Linked DNA regions of Sus scrofa: all the other regions are linked to region 1. A link is a contact called in public Hi-C and HiChIP or PLAC-seq data. All regions are on one chromosome and are shown on one strand. Each heading gives the region's core, a stretch centred on a gene start, on an enhancer-like site or on the middle of the called end of the contact. The rest is flanking DNA. Distances are from core to core; before and after follow the strand shown.

Region 1 (3,935 bases), core at 878-3,377:
CAGTGTGCAAAGGGCCAAGGGAGTCAGTAAGTGTAATGACGCCTTGACGGTGCCGAGTCACTGTTACACGGGTGCCTGACTGGTTTTGGACTCTGTGTAATGGGGATAAGATTTATTTTCTAATCTCTAAGGCTTTGAACTCCTACAGTAAAATAGGACATGAGCTTTGCAGAGCCACACCTGAGGTGGAGACCCTACCTCTCCCCCCAACAGCACTTTCTGGTTTTGTCATTAACTAGGTTATGTAAGACTTCTCAATTTTTTTGTTCTTCACGAGGGGATAATAATGCCTCAAAGGGTTGTTCTGGGGAGTAAGCAAAATAAACATATACAAGGCACTCAGCATATTGCTATTAGATGATCAGGCAATTCAAAATGGACTTCCCCTTCTGCTCCCCTCCCAAGGTAGACAACCTCCCCTCCGTTTATTGTCATTGCTTCTTCACCTTAACTAAGGGTTCCTCTACTGTATTGTGCTTGCTGCGGATCATATGGGGTATTTGGGTCAATCCCAGTTCCCAGTGTATAGTTCTGTTCATTCTGTGGATACATTTGTCAAGTGATTGACCTCGTTTCTAGTTTAGAAGGGAGAGTGGTGGTGAATATAAAGCCTTCTCTCTCTCTCTCTTTTTTTTTTTTTAAACTGGTTCATGCCGTATGTCTTTTATCTTCTGGTTGCTAAACTCAAGGACTTTTCTGTTGTTCTGGGTTGCTTCTTGCCACCTCTGCTCTGCCTCTCCTAAATGAAAAGATATTTTTTATTTTTTTATTTTTTTATTTTTGTTTTTTTTGCTATTTCTTTGGGCCGCTCCCGTGGCATATGGAGGTTCCCAGGCTAGGGGTCGAATAGGAGCTGTAGCCACTGGCCTACACCATAGCCACAGCAACGCAGGATCTGAGCCATGTCTGTGACCTACACCACAGCTCATGGCAACGCCGGATGGTTAACCCGCTGAGCAAGGGCAGGGACCGAACCCGCAACCTCATGGTTCCTAGTCGGATTCGTTAACCACTGTGCCACGACGGGAGCTCCTGAAAAGATATTTTTTAATTAGAAGAGTTGAATGAGCTACCTGCTTCCCTTCTTTTTTGTTTGCTTTTTTAGGGCTGCATGTGTGGCATATGGAAATTCTGAGGCTAAGGGGTCAAATTGGAGCTCCAGCTGCAAGCCTATACCACAGCCCCAGCAACACGGGGTCTGAGCTGGATCCTTAACTCATTGAGTGAGGCCAGGGATTGAACCCACATTCTCATGGATACTAATCAGGCTAGTTGCCTCTGAGCCACAATGGGAACTCCCTGCCTCACTTCTTGTAGTCTGTCAGCTCTAGGTCTTTTCAGAGGCTCCTCATTCCTTTTACCTGCATGGCTGTGAATTACTATTTAACTGTTCTAGAACAGGGGGGTGGTATATATTGCCTTCTGCCTTCCCTTGACATCTGTTTTGTGGCTTCTGCTTTCATATGCTGTACCTAGGTTGCTCTCCTGAGGGGGGTTTGGAATGAGGAAGGGGTGGGAATATTGTTGAGAACCTTTGATTGGCTAATTGTAACCAGATTGCATTCTTACTCCTGGGATGATTGTGTTTTTGTTTTGTTTGTTTTGTTTTTGACTTTGTCTTAAGGAGGGAGGGATTGATACTGAATAAGAGTTAGTGGATTCACATAGATGGACATGGCATGAAGTCTTGTGTCATCTTGGGAGTTACTCAGCCACTTCTGAGCTTCAGTTTTTCCACGTCTGAATGGAGGGAAAAATAATATTCTCCTTGTAATTTTTTTTAAAGAGCTAATCTATATAAATTAGGTGGTATATGGCATCATGTAACGTCTCAGGAAATGGTAGTTTTGAGAATGATAGTAATGACATTATTTGCAAATAAGAATATAAAAGTGAACTTGAAAATTTTGATCTTGTGTTATCAAATTACTATCTGCTGTTGTATTAATGTTAGGATTTCAAAAAACGTTTATGTAGCAGTTCTTAAGTCTTTTTATTTTTTTTTTTTTTTTTTTTTGAATTAAGTCATTCAGCATCTGAAGAAGCTTCGGGTTCAGACTCAGGCAGCCAGTCGGAGAGTGAGCAGGGCAGCGATCCAGGAAGTGGACATGGCAGCGAGTCAAATAGTAGTTCTGAATCTTCGGAGAGTCAGTCGGAATCTGAAAGTGAATCAGCAGGTTCCAAATCCCAGCCAGTTCTTCCAGAAGCCAAAGAGAAGCCAGCCTCTAAGAAGGAACGGATAGCTGATGTGAAGAAGGTATCAGCTTTGCTGTGCCATGTAAATGTGCTGCCAGCTAGGACCAGCCAGCAGACCTTTGTTTCCCATGGAAAACTCATCGGTGTATCTTTTTTTTTTCTTCTTTTGTCTTTTGAGGGCCACACTCTCGGCATATAGAGGTTCCCAGGCTAGGGGTCTAATCGGAGCTGTTGCCACCGGCCTACACCACAGCAACACCAGATCCGAGCCGCATGTGCAACCTACACCACAGCTCATGACAATGCCAGATCCTTAACCCACTGAGTGAGGCCAGGAATCGAACCCACAACCTCATGGTTCCTAGTTGGATTCCTTTCTGCTGCACCATGATGGGAACTCCTCATTGTGTATCTTGATTATGAAACTTCAGCTATAGCCAGCTTTTCTAAATAATATACTTTCTATGGATATACAAGAGAACTACTTTCTGCTCTACTAGTAGACAGGGCTATAAGGGAAATAATTACATGAACCATCATAGGATAAAAAGACAAATTTTTGTAGTTTTGGTTTTTAACATTTAAAGTAGTTAAAACTATTTTTCAATACAATACTGAATAACACCAGAGAGAAATCATTCACAGGTGATTGTGCAATGCAGTTGTAAAGCTTAGTGATGGATAATTCCAATCTAACAATAAGGGCAGTTTTTGTGGTATTGAAAAATCGAAGAAGGAATACTTCTTACAGAAAAAGAAATTATATCTGGGCAGTATAGGTATTCTGTGCTTAACAGGAGAGTTTTCCAGTGAAGAATGCAAAGGGGCAAAAATTGAGTTGCATACCATTTTCTCAGTGATGCCCAAACTTTGAGATGCATTCCTTTTGGGGAAATATTAATGACTTGGTCTAGTTAATCATAAGAATGCAGCTGATTTTTTAAATTTCATTTTGAGAGAATTATGTTTGAATCACTGAAGACACACAAAGTATTGCTTTTAGAAATTTAAAAATAAAATGTCTTGGAGTTCCCATCATGACTCAGTGGTAATGAACCCGACTAGTATCCATGAGGATGTAGGTTGGATCCCTGGCCTCACTCAGTGGGTTAAGGATCAGGCGTTGCTGTTAGCTGTGGTGCAGGTCGCCAGACACTGGTCGAATCTGGTGTTGGCTGTGGTTCTGGCGTAGGCCAGCAGCTACAGCTCCAATTAGACCCCTAGCCTGGGAACTGCCATATGCCACAGTTGTGGCCCTAAAGAGACAAAAAAAAGAAAAATGCTTCATCTGGATCTGCTGTGGTGGCAGCATTTGAAGCCCAGGATGGACAGAAATAAGTTCAGATATAATGGTCTTCGGTACAGTGGAAAGTTCTTTACTAGCAGAGTAGTGGAAGCTATGGAAACCATGACTTGCATAGTATGCTTAAAATTTGACTGAAAAAACTTCAAGTGTCTAGGATTCACAACTGTTAGTGAGACCTTATAAATATAAAGCTTCATTATCTATAACTTCATTTAAATAGATAAAGGGAGAGCTTCCTTGTGGTGCACGGGTTATGTATCCAGCACTGTCTCTGTGGTAGCTCAGGTTACTGCTGTGGCGTGAGTTCGATCCCTGTCTTGGGACTTCTGCGTGCCTCAGGTGTAGGAAAGAAAACAAAACTACTCTCCCTCCACAAAAAAACCCCAAACAATCAAACAAAAAGTACCAAGAAAATACAAAGAGATAGAGGAGG
Region 2 (3,935 bases), core at 906-3,405, 94 kb before region 1:
ACTCAGTCCTGGCAACCTGCTTCCTTTCCTTGGATGAAAAAGCACTATTAACAACTTCTTGATATCCTTCCAGGGATATTTTATGCATATAAGGTACAAGCAACTAACAAGTATAACCTCGTGTCATTTTACACATTACACTCAACGGGAAGTTTGAGCTACAGTTTCCTCACCTGTAAAAGGGCATTGTTAGGATTACATCACATATTCATGAAAATGCCTTAATCCTAGTGCCTGGCATGGAGTTTGGACTCAAAAACACATCCGCCCTTTCCCTACCTTTAAAAAGGCTAAGAGATAAGCGTTTTGGGTGCCTCAGAATCACACAGTGCTAGTTAATCACAGATTGTCTCCCAATCCCTCAGTTTCCAACCCAGCAGGGCCCGAATAGATCCAAGTATGTGCATTTCCAAGAAGCTCTCAGGTGCTGCAGATGCTGATCAGAGGGTCATCTGACCACCTGAAAGCACAGTGGGAACTTAGATGCCCCAGATTCCATCCCAGGTTCTGCATCTGGAGCAAACTACTCTGGGCTTCAGTTTTCTGTTTAATAAACAAAACTCCCATCTCGGAGGCTGTTGCGCAGGTTAAATAAGATACTGCAGGGGCATTTGTCACGACAAATGCTCAAGGACGACAACGCGAAAGGAACGTGGAGCTGCTGGGAAGGCGGGGGATGGCCCGCAAAACAGGAACCGTGGTCCTTGGCTACGTCCCAACTCGCACATCGTCGTTTCCCACCCCCACCCCAGAAACCTGCGGGGGCCAGGGACTGAGGTCAGAATCCACACCTTAAAGGCGAGGCGGGGGCTTCTGTAAGGAAGTCCTGAAACACCGAGCACCGAGTACCTCCACGCTTCTCTACGGGGCTTACTGTTTAAACTGCGTGTAAAGATGCAGGTGACACTCGTTGAACCTCACTGTAAACGTCCACGCCAGGGGAGGGTGCGCTGAGTGCCCCGCCCGTGGCGCGTGCGCTGCGGCGCTCGGGCGGGGGACTGACTGCAGGGCGCGGACGTGCGGCCAGCCGGGAAGGAAATGGCGAGGTCCGGACGGGCCGGGGCTCGGCCGGGGCTCGGCTGCCAGCCGCTAGGGGGCAGCCGGGCGTCTGCGGGCCGCGGCCGGCTGGAACCAGTCCGGCCGGAAGTTGGGGCGGTGCCTTGACTTCCGCAGCGACGCGCCACGTGGTCTGCTGGGGGTCCTGGAGAAAATAACAAGATGGCGGCGAAGGGGCGGGGCCGGTCGGTGTCCTTGAGGCTGCAGGTCCCTTAAAGGGCGGCGTTGGCTGGGCAGGGTAAGATGGGCTGATGGGTTGCCCGGCCGAACCTGGACCCAATAGCAAGGAGCTGCGCGAGATCGGAGTCCTGTTCCTGCGGAGCTCTCTGGCCCGGCCCGCTATGACCGCACCAGCCGCAGGATCAGCACGGCGCATTCCTGTGCAGCCGCCAGTCGGCTTCTCATTCCCGACCCCTTTTGCTTAGTTCCTGCGTTTGCTGTTCTGTGCCAACAAGGACAGCAGAGACGTCTTCCTCGGGCGTTTTCTTTCTGCGGGAGAGATTAGGTGTTGCACTTCGAGTGGGCGAGTCCTACTTCGATCAAAAGGCACTCTCCCCCTTCCAGCAGTTTCCATTACCATTTCCTGTCTTTGTTCAAAGGCCTAGAACTGCTCCCTTTCTGATGGGAAAAAACAACTCGCAAAGATCTGGGCTTTAAGTGGCTTCCCTGCCTTGTCCAAAGTGTTGGAGCTTGTTTGACTTGTACCCAGAAGCTGCTCTGGGACCTCCAAAGTGTTGCAGAGTCTGAGATTGTATTACTTTATATCAACCACCTTAGATGTTTTTTTCAGAAAGATAAATGTAGTTGTGGGTTGTTGCATATTATAAAATGCAGGAAATAAGAGCAAAGTCGAATAGTGTTCCTGGCCTTTCAATAAAGACCTGCAGTTTCGGAGTTCCCCGTCATGGCTCGATGCTTAATGAATCCGACTAGGAACCATGAGGTTGTGGGTTCAATCCCTGGCCTCGTTCAGTGGGTTAAGGATCCAGTGTTGCCATGAGCTGTGGTGTAGGTCACAGACACGGCTGGGATCTGGCGTTGCTGTGGCTACAGCTCTGGTTCAACCCCTAGCCTGGGAACCTCCATATGCTGCGGGTGCGGCCCTAAAAAGACAAAAAAAAAAAAAAAAAAAAAGACCTGCAGTTTCTCTTTTGGATAGGGAGGACCAAGCCCGTGAATCTCTGCTTGGCCAATTGCCCAGGCTTGGTTTTCATTCCTCATCCTGTTTCATTTTACATAAGTTGGACACAGAAGGGCCAGTGTGGGTAAAAATAGTTAACACAGCCATTGGGCTTGTAGAGTATATTTAGAGTAAAGGAGACGTTTGTCCTTGATTTTATTTATAAATGTGTCGTTTTAGGATTCAGATTCTCTCATTCTAATTTGTGAGACTTGGCAAGTCTGAAACGATACGACTGTTTTGTTTCTAAATAGTGGAACTTGACTCTCAAAGGTTTGGGAGGTTAAATAAAATTTTCTGAATGTAGCAGGTCCCCACTACAGTGACAAAGCTGGAGAAGGACATTACTTTATGAAGGAGCCCTTCTGGTTTTGTCCGTCTGGTAGGGATTTTAACACTTGTGCTGTGATCAAAACTGCATTGCTGTTAAGTGCAGACTAGGAACAGTATAATTTGATTGGGAGGGGAGGAAGTGACAAGGCCGCTCAAGATTTTCGTTCTAGGGCTTAAATTCGGATTTTTTTTTTTTTTTTTAACCCAGCAATTTGAGAGAATTTTCCTTCAGCCACTCCTTTTTGTAACCAAGCCTTCAGAGGTTTGTCCAATGTTTGGCTAAAAAAAAAAAAAAAAAAAAAAAAAAAAAAGGAATGAATGGAGTTTGCAAAGAATCCTTTTACCTGGAGGGGTTAGAACCTTCCCTTCCTTGAACGGGAAAGAATGCAGCTACCTTCAGAACATTTTCTCAGAAAGAGCCTGCCTCATTGTGTCCTTATGTTTTGCAGTGATTACCCCCTTCTTTGTCTCCTTTTGTACATATAATTCAGATGGAAACTTGGGCAGCTTTTTCTGCAAATGCCCATCATACAGGAGCACAAGAATTAGCATCCTCAGGCCTTCAACTGTTTGCCTCCAAAATTTCCTTAACACTACCTTACTATTAAAAGGAGAAAATGCTTCATAAATATTTAAATAGTTAATTTCAGCAAATTTGACTTTTTTAAAAAACCAGAGAAGTAGTAAAAAAAAAAAAATTTAAAAGAACCAGCACTCTAGTAATTCTGAGATACTTGTCCTTGTAGGCAGAGATTTAAGTTTTGTTTTGTGGGTTGTTTTTTTTTTTTTTTGATGGCCACACCCTCAGGTGGAATGGGAGTTGCAGCTGCCGGCCGTAGGCCACAGCCACAACTCCAGATCTGACCCTAATCTTCAAGCTATACTACAGCTTGAGGCAACACCAGATCCTTAACCCACTGAGCGAGACCAGGAATCGAACCCACATCCTTGTAGATGCTAGTCAGATTCTTAACCTGATGAACCGCAATGGGAATTCCCATAAGTCTGTTTTGAGGAGATTATGTTTGTACAGTTTGGTACCTTTTTTTTTTTTTTTTTTTTTTAGTTTGGTACCTTTTTCACTTGACTTTAAAAAATATATTGTTTTCTTTCATATTGCTTAAATTATGCTCAACACCAAACAAAAGGTATTGATGAGGAGTTGCCGTTGTGGCTCAGCAGTAACAAACCTGACTAGTATCCATGAGGACATGGGTTTGCTCCCTGGCTTTGCTCAGTCGGTTAAGGATCCGACGTTACTATGAGCTGTGGTGCAGGTCACAGAGGCTTGGATCTGGCATTGCTGTGGCTGTGGCGTGGGCCAGAAGCTGTAGCTCTGATTAGACCCCTAGCCTGCGAACTTCCA
Region 3 (3,935 bases), core at 698-3,197, 89 kb after region 1:
TATTCATTTATATATTCACTTTTGATGTTTTTAGAAAACATGAATGGTATTTCTCGAAGACAGTTGTAACATTGTCTCTTTCCATACACCACAGTTGCTTTGAACTCGTATAGTTTATGGTTAATATAATTATCTTTGTATAATATGCCTAATATCAATGGATTGGTTTTTGAGTAAAAAAGGAATCCAAGGAAACCTGTCATTATGCTCTCCATAGCATGCTTCACACTCGTTTAAAAAATTATTAAGTTTTGAAATGTTACTTTACTTCCCTTTTACACTGTAGCCAACTACCAGATAACTAGCCATCTGATTTTCTTTTTACCTACCTGAATCCCTATTGGAAGATAGCAAAACTCATCATAGTGCATAGATCCATGAAGCTAGGGAATATTGTGCACTGGGACCAGGCTGTGTTTAAATGCACTGGACACTGTACACGGTGGTTCCAGCCAGCTGTTTAAATGCACCGGACACGGTGGTCCCTTCAGTTCATAAGGAGTTGCTTGCCCCCTAGAGAGAAACTGTCCATCATAAGGTGGTAATTGGAAGACCAAGTATAGTAGGAATTACAAGAAGGAAGCACACGTAGAGGAGTAGTCAGGGAGGTAAGTCTTCTAAGGGGTAGACATGTACGCTTGAGCTGCTTAGAGGAAGTGAGGTCTCAGGCTCCAGCAAAGGCTTGAAGTGTGCAGGGACTGGGAGGGTTTTAGGGTTTACAGGCAGTTTGTTAAGATGACTGAAACCCTATTGGAGAAGGCTTTAGAATGAAAGGTAAATGGCTTTCCACATGATGCAGCAGGTTTACTAGTCAGGGAACTGGCACAGTGTCCTCTGAGTGACATGGTGCAGCATGGTGTGTCTGCTCTGTAGAAAGTGTGATGGGATGTGAGCCTTCTTTTCCATTTCATGAAGGGTAGCTCCTTGTTCTGCATACTTGTTTATCAGCCTCTCCCCTGTTGATGGTAATGCCATGCTGGGGGAGTACAGTGGAATTGGAGTAGAGGAGTCCCTTGGAGTTTTAAGGAAGAAATGACAGGCCTTGGTGATGACAGCTGGGAAGAAAGAAGGGGAGGCAATGCAGAGATGCCCAACTATAGGTCCCAAACTTAGGAGATGGTGATAGTGATGGGTGGCACGGCAGAATCTGGGAAATGCAGAAGGTGGAGGAAGACTGAAGTTCTAGGTGCCAGTGAAATAAATTAGAGGAGTTTTAGCTAAGAGACAGAACTGTCGTTCCCAGACCCATCATTCAAACTCTGTTGACAGTTGCATCTAAAGATGCCATTTCGTATTGATGCAAAGACCTTAAAGATTATTTCTATAACTCAATTTCTATACTTAGTATTCCATAGCAAAATCCAATAGCATAGTTCTCTGCTGACCTCGCAGATTAAGATCCAGCATTGTCACTGCTGTGACTTGGCTCACTGCTGTGGTGTGGGTTTGATCCCTGGCCCAGGAATCTTCCACATGCCATGGGTGCAGCCCACCGCTCCCCACTGCCCCCCCAATTCAGTAGCATGCCATCCATAAAGAGAATAAGTAGTTATTTTTTAAATCCTATAATTTACCAGAATTTTTTTTTTTTTTAGGAACCTATGGATTTTTGTTTCCAAGTTTACAGAATTTGATGCTCGAAAATTGCATAAGTTATACAAGATGGCCCACAAGAAAAGATCTCAAGAAGAGGAGGTACAATACAAATTTAATCTTGATTCATACAGATAGAGACTAATTCCTCAGAAATATTAATTATTTTTTTTTCTGGGGAGATGATCATAGAATTGTAAGGAAGTTGGTACTAGAAAGGTCACTGGTTCTCTGCCTTACTTTACAGATGGAGGTCCAGGTCCAAGAGGGGGTGCAAGACTCCCCAGGGCCTATCCTGTCTTGTACAGTGGGCTTCTTCACCCTGCTAGCAGTACAGTTTGTCCAGGTGCTCTGCTAGTAGTTAAACTAGCAATTAAGACCCAATGGATAAAATAGCCGGTGTACTAGAACCAGACAGTGTTGAAATCCTCACAAGAGATTACTCTGTTTTTAAGTCCTAAAAACATTTATTCACCAGGCTTTTTCTTCCATGTACTCAAGTCTTATGGTAGTTTACAAACATGACTTCTGATATGTAACAAAGTTATGGGCAGCACATACTTTCTCTCTTCTTTTCTGGGCCATGTGTACTTGTCCTTCCAGCTTTTGTACATAGGGTCCCAAGTGCTCATCTAAAGGAGTGAACATGAGGAGGGGCCCAGAAGCTGCCTCCCCTTCTTTGCTGTAGGGGGATGGACACAAAGTGACTTGGCCCGTTCCTTGTGTGGGTGTGTCCTTTTGCAGATCTGCTGACCCAGATTAGTCATGTAGGGCCAGTCTTGAAACATTTAATACTCGCTTCACTATCATGTCAGCTCTGTGAAGGCAGAGGTTTTATGTCTCTCATCCTCTTCTGTGTCATCAGCACCTGCAGTGGTGCCAGGCATAGCTCTGGTGCTCAGAAGTATTTGTTGCATAAATATATCCTTTGCCCAGCAGTGTGTTCCATTGTAGAGTAGCGCCCTCAAGTAGTCTGTAATTGAATTTTACGTGGAAGAATGTGATATAGCAGTAGTATACAGGATAATAGGTTAATATTACTGAATGTTAGCATAAATTTTATGCATTGTAAAAAGTCTTTGAATGACTAGCCAGGAAGGGCCCCAGGAGGGAATAAAATAGTTGGGAAAGGCCCTTTAGGAGAGAGTGAAAATTAGGATGAGTGTTTGAAGTTGGGCAAATGATGTCAAGGGTTAAAGGGCTTTATTAGTCTTGGTGTCAGAAGTTAGAATGCGGCGTGACTCACAGAAGTAGTATAGTATATATTCACAACCTTTCTAGGGGACAGTCCAGTAAGATTGACCAAAAGACCAAAACATGCAATCTCCTTCTAAGAATTTAGTTGAAGGCAATAATTAAGGATTTAAACATGTTTATGTGGAAATGACTTGATATAGCCATATCAGGGAGTACATAAATACTGTGGAAATAAGTATTCACATAAGATTTTTCACAATACATTAAGTGAAAAAAGACTGTCAAATAATTTTGTTCTAAGAAAACGCACACGTGCACACACACGATTTCCTCTACTGTGGTTTTGCTTTCCATGGTTTCAGTTAACCCGCAGTCAACTATGGTCTGAGAATACTAAGTGGAAAATGCCAGAAATAAACAATTCATAAGTTTTAAATTGCACACTGTTCTGAGTGGCATGATGAAATCTCATGCTGCCCTGCTCTGTCCTGTCTGGGACGTGAATGGTCCCTTTGTCCAGCATATCCACACTGCATGTGCTCCCTGCCCATTAAGTAGCCCTCTTGGCGGTCAGACTGACTGTTGTGTTATCACAGTGCTTGTGTTCAGGTAATCCTCACTTCACTTGGTAATAGTCCCAAAGCATAGGAGTAGTGATGCTAGCAATTCAGATATTCTCTTATTATGCCTAATTTGTAAATTAAACTGTCTTAGATATGTACCTATATACAGGGTTCAGTACTATTGGCCGTTTCAGGCATCCGTCTGGGGTCTTGGATGTATCTCCCATGGGTAAGGGGGACTGGACTGCTGTATATAAAGGGGGACTACTGAATATAAATAAACACACAAAATGGCTCAGAAAGACATGGACCAACGTATTAACAGTAATTCCTTTGGTGGTGAGATTTTAGGTCACTTCACATTTCTTTTTTTTTTTCTGTTGTCTTTGTGTTGAAAATTTCGCTTGTGTGGTAAAGATAATGGTGTAACAAACATGTAGTTGTTTAGCTTGATGACTTTGGCATGGAAACTAGTTCCTACTGGACCACTCAGAAGTGGTTGGTTCTAGTTAGCCTCAGGAAGTTAGTGGTCTTAGTTTTATGTGACCCAAGAGCAATCTCTGAGAAAGCTGACAGTCTGGG

What was found. A called contact is a pair of places that touch in the nucleus more often than the background predicts. HiChIP or PLAC-seq counts read pairs in DNA pulled down with a chosen protein or histone mark.
Region 2: a contact with region 1 is called in an H3K27ac HiChIP or PLAC-seq map of skeletal muscle. The contact joins the promoter of FAM174B here to the enhancer-like site in region 1. A contact is called at or near these places in 3 of 5 promoter capture datasets (liver and skeletal muscle), 33 of 47 Hi-C or Micro-C datasets (adipose tissue, alveolar macrophages, blood and 15 more) and 2 of 2 datasets of contacts at active chromatin or transcription factors (alveolar macrophages and skeletal muscle).
Region 3: a Hi-C map of skeletal muscle shows a contact between it and region 1, with 2.6 times the contacts expected there. The contact joins two enhancer-like sites. A contact is called at or near these places in 2 of 47 Hi-C or Micro-C datasets (heart right ventricle and skeletal muscle) and 2 of 2 datasets of contacts at active chromatin or transcription factors (alveolar macrophages and skeletal muscle).

What each region holds. Positions count from the first base shown.
Region 1 is chr7:86,085,768-86,089,702 of Sscrofa11.1, reverse strand. It overlaps CHD2 (chromodomain-helicase-DNA-binding protein 2), which reads left to right. Exons shown (of 38, transcript XM_021099370.1): 2 at 2,026-2,257. Among named protein-coding and RNA genes, the nearest start is that of CHD2, 20 kb to the left of the region's middle. Within about 2 kb of position 2,127, at least 4 of the 83 cell types and tissues checked have an H3K27ac peak or open chromatin away from gene starts, as enhancers often do. A contact at or near this core is called in retroperitoneal adipose tissue and skeletal muscle, where this site is marked.
Region 2 is chr7:86,180,190-86,184,124 of Sscrofa11.1, reverse strand. It overlaps FAM174B (membrane protein FAM174B), which reads right to left and starts at 2,155. Exons shown (of 2, transcript XR_002345977.1): 1 at 792-2,155.
Region 3 is chr7:85,996,958-86,000,892 of Sscrofa11.1, reverse strand. CHD2 (chromodomain-helicase-DNA-binding protein 2) reads left to right here. Exons shown (of 38, transcript XM_021099370.1): 35 at 1,596-1,695. Among named protein-coding and RNA genes, the nearest start is that of RGMA, 77 kb to the right of the region's middle. Within about 2 kb of position 1,947, at least 6 of the 83 cell types and tissues checked have an H3K27ac peak or open chromatin away from gene starts, as enhancers often do. A contact at or near this core is called in skeletal muscle, where this site is marked.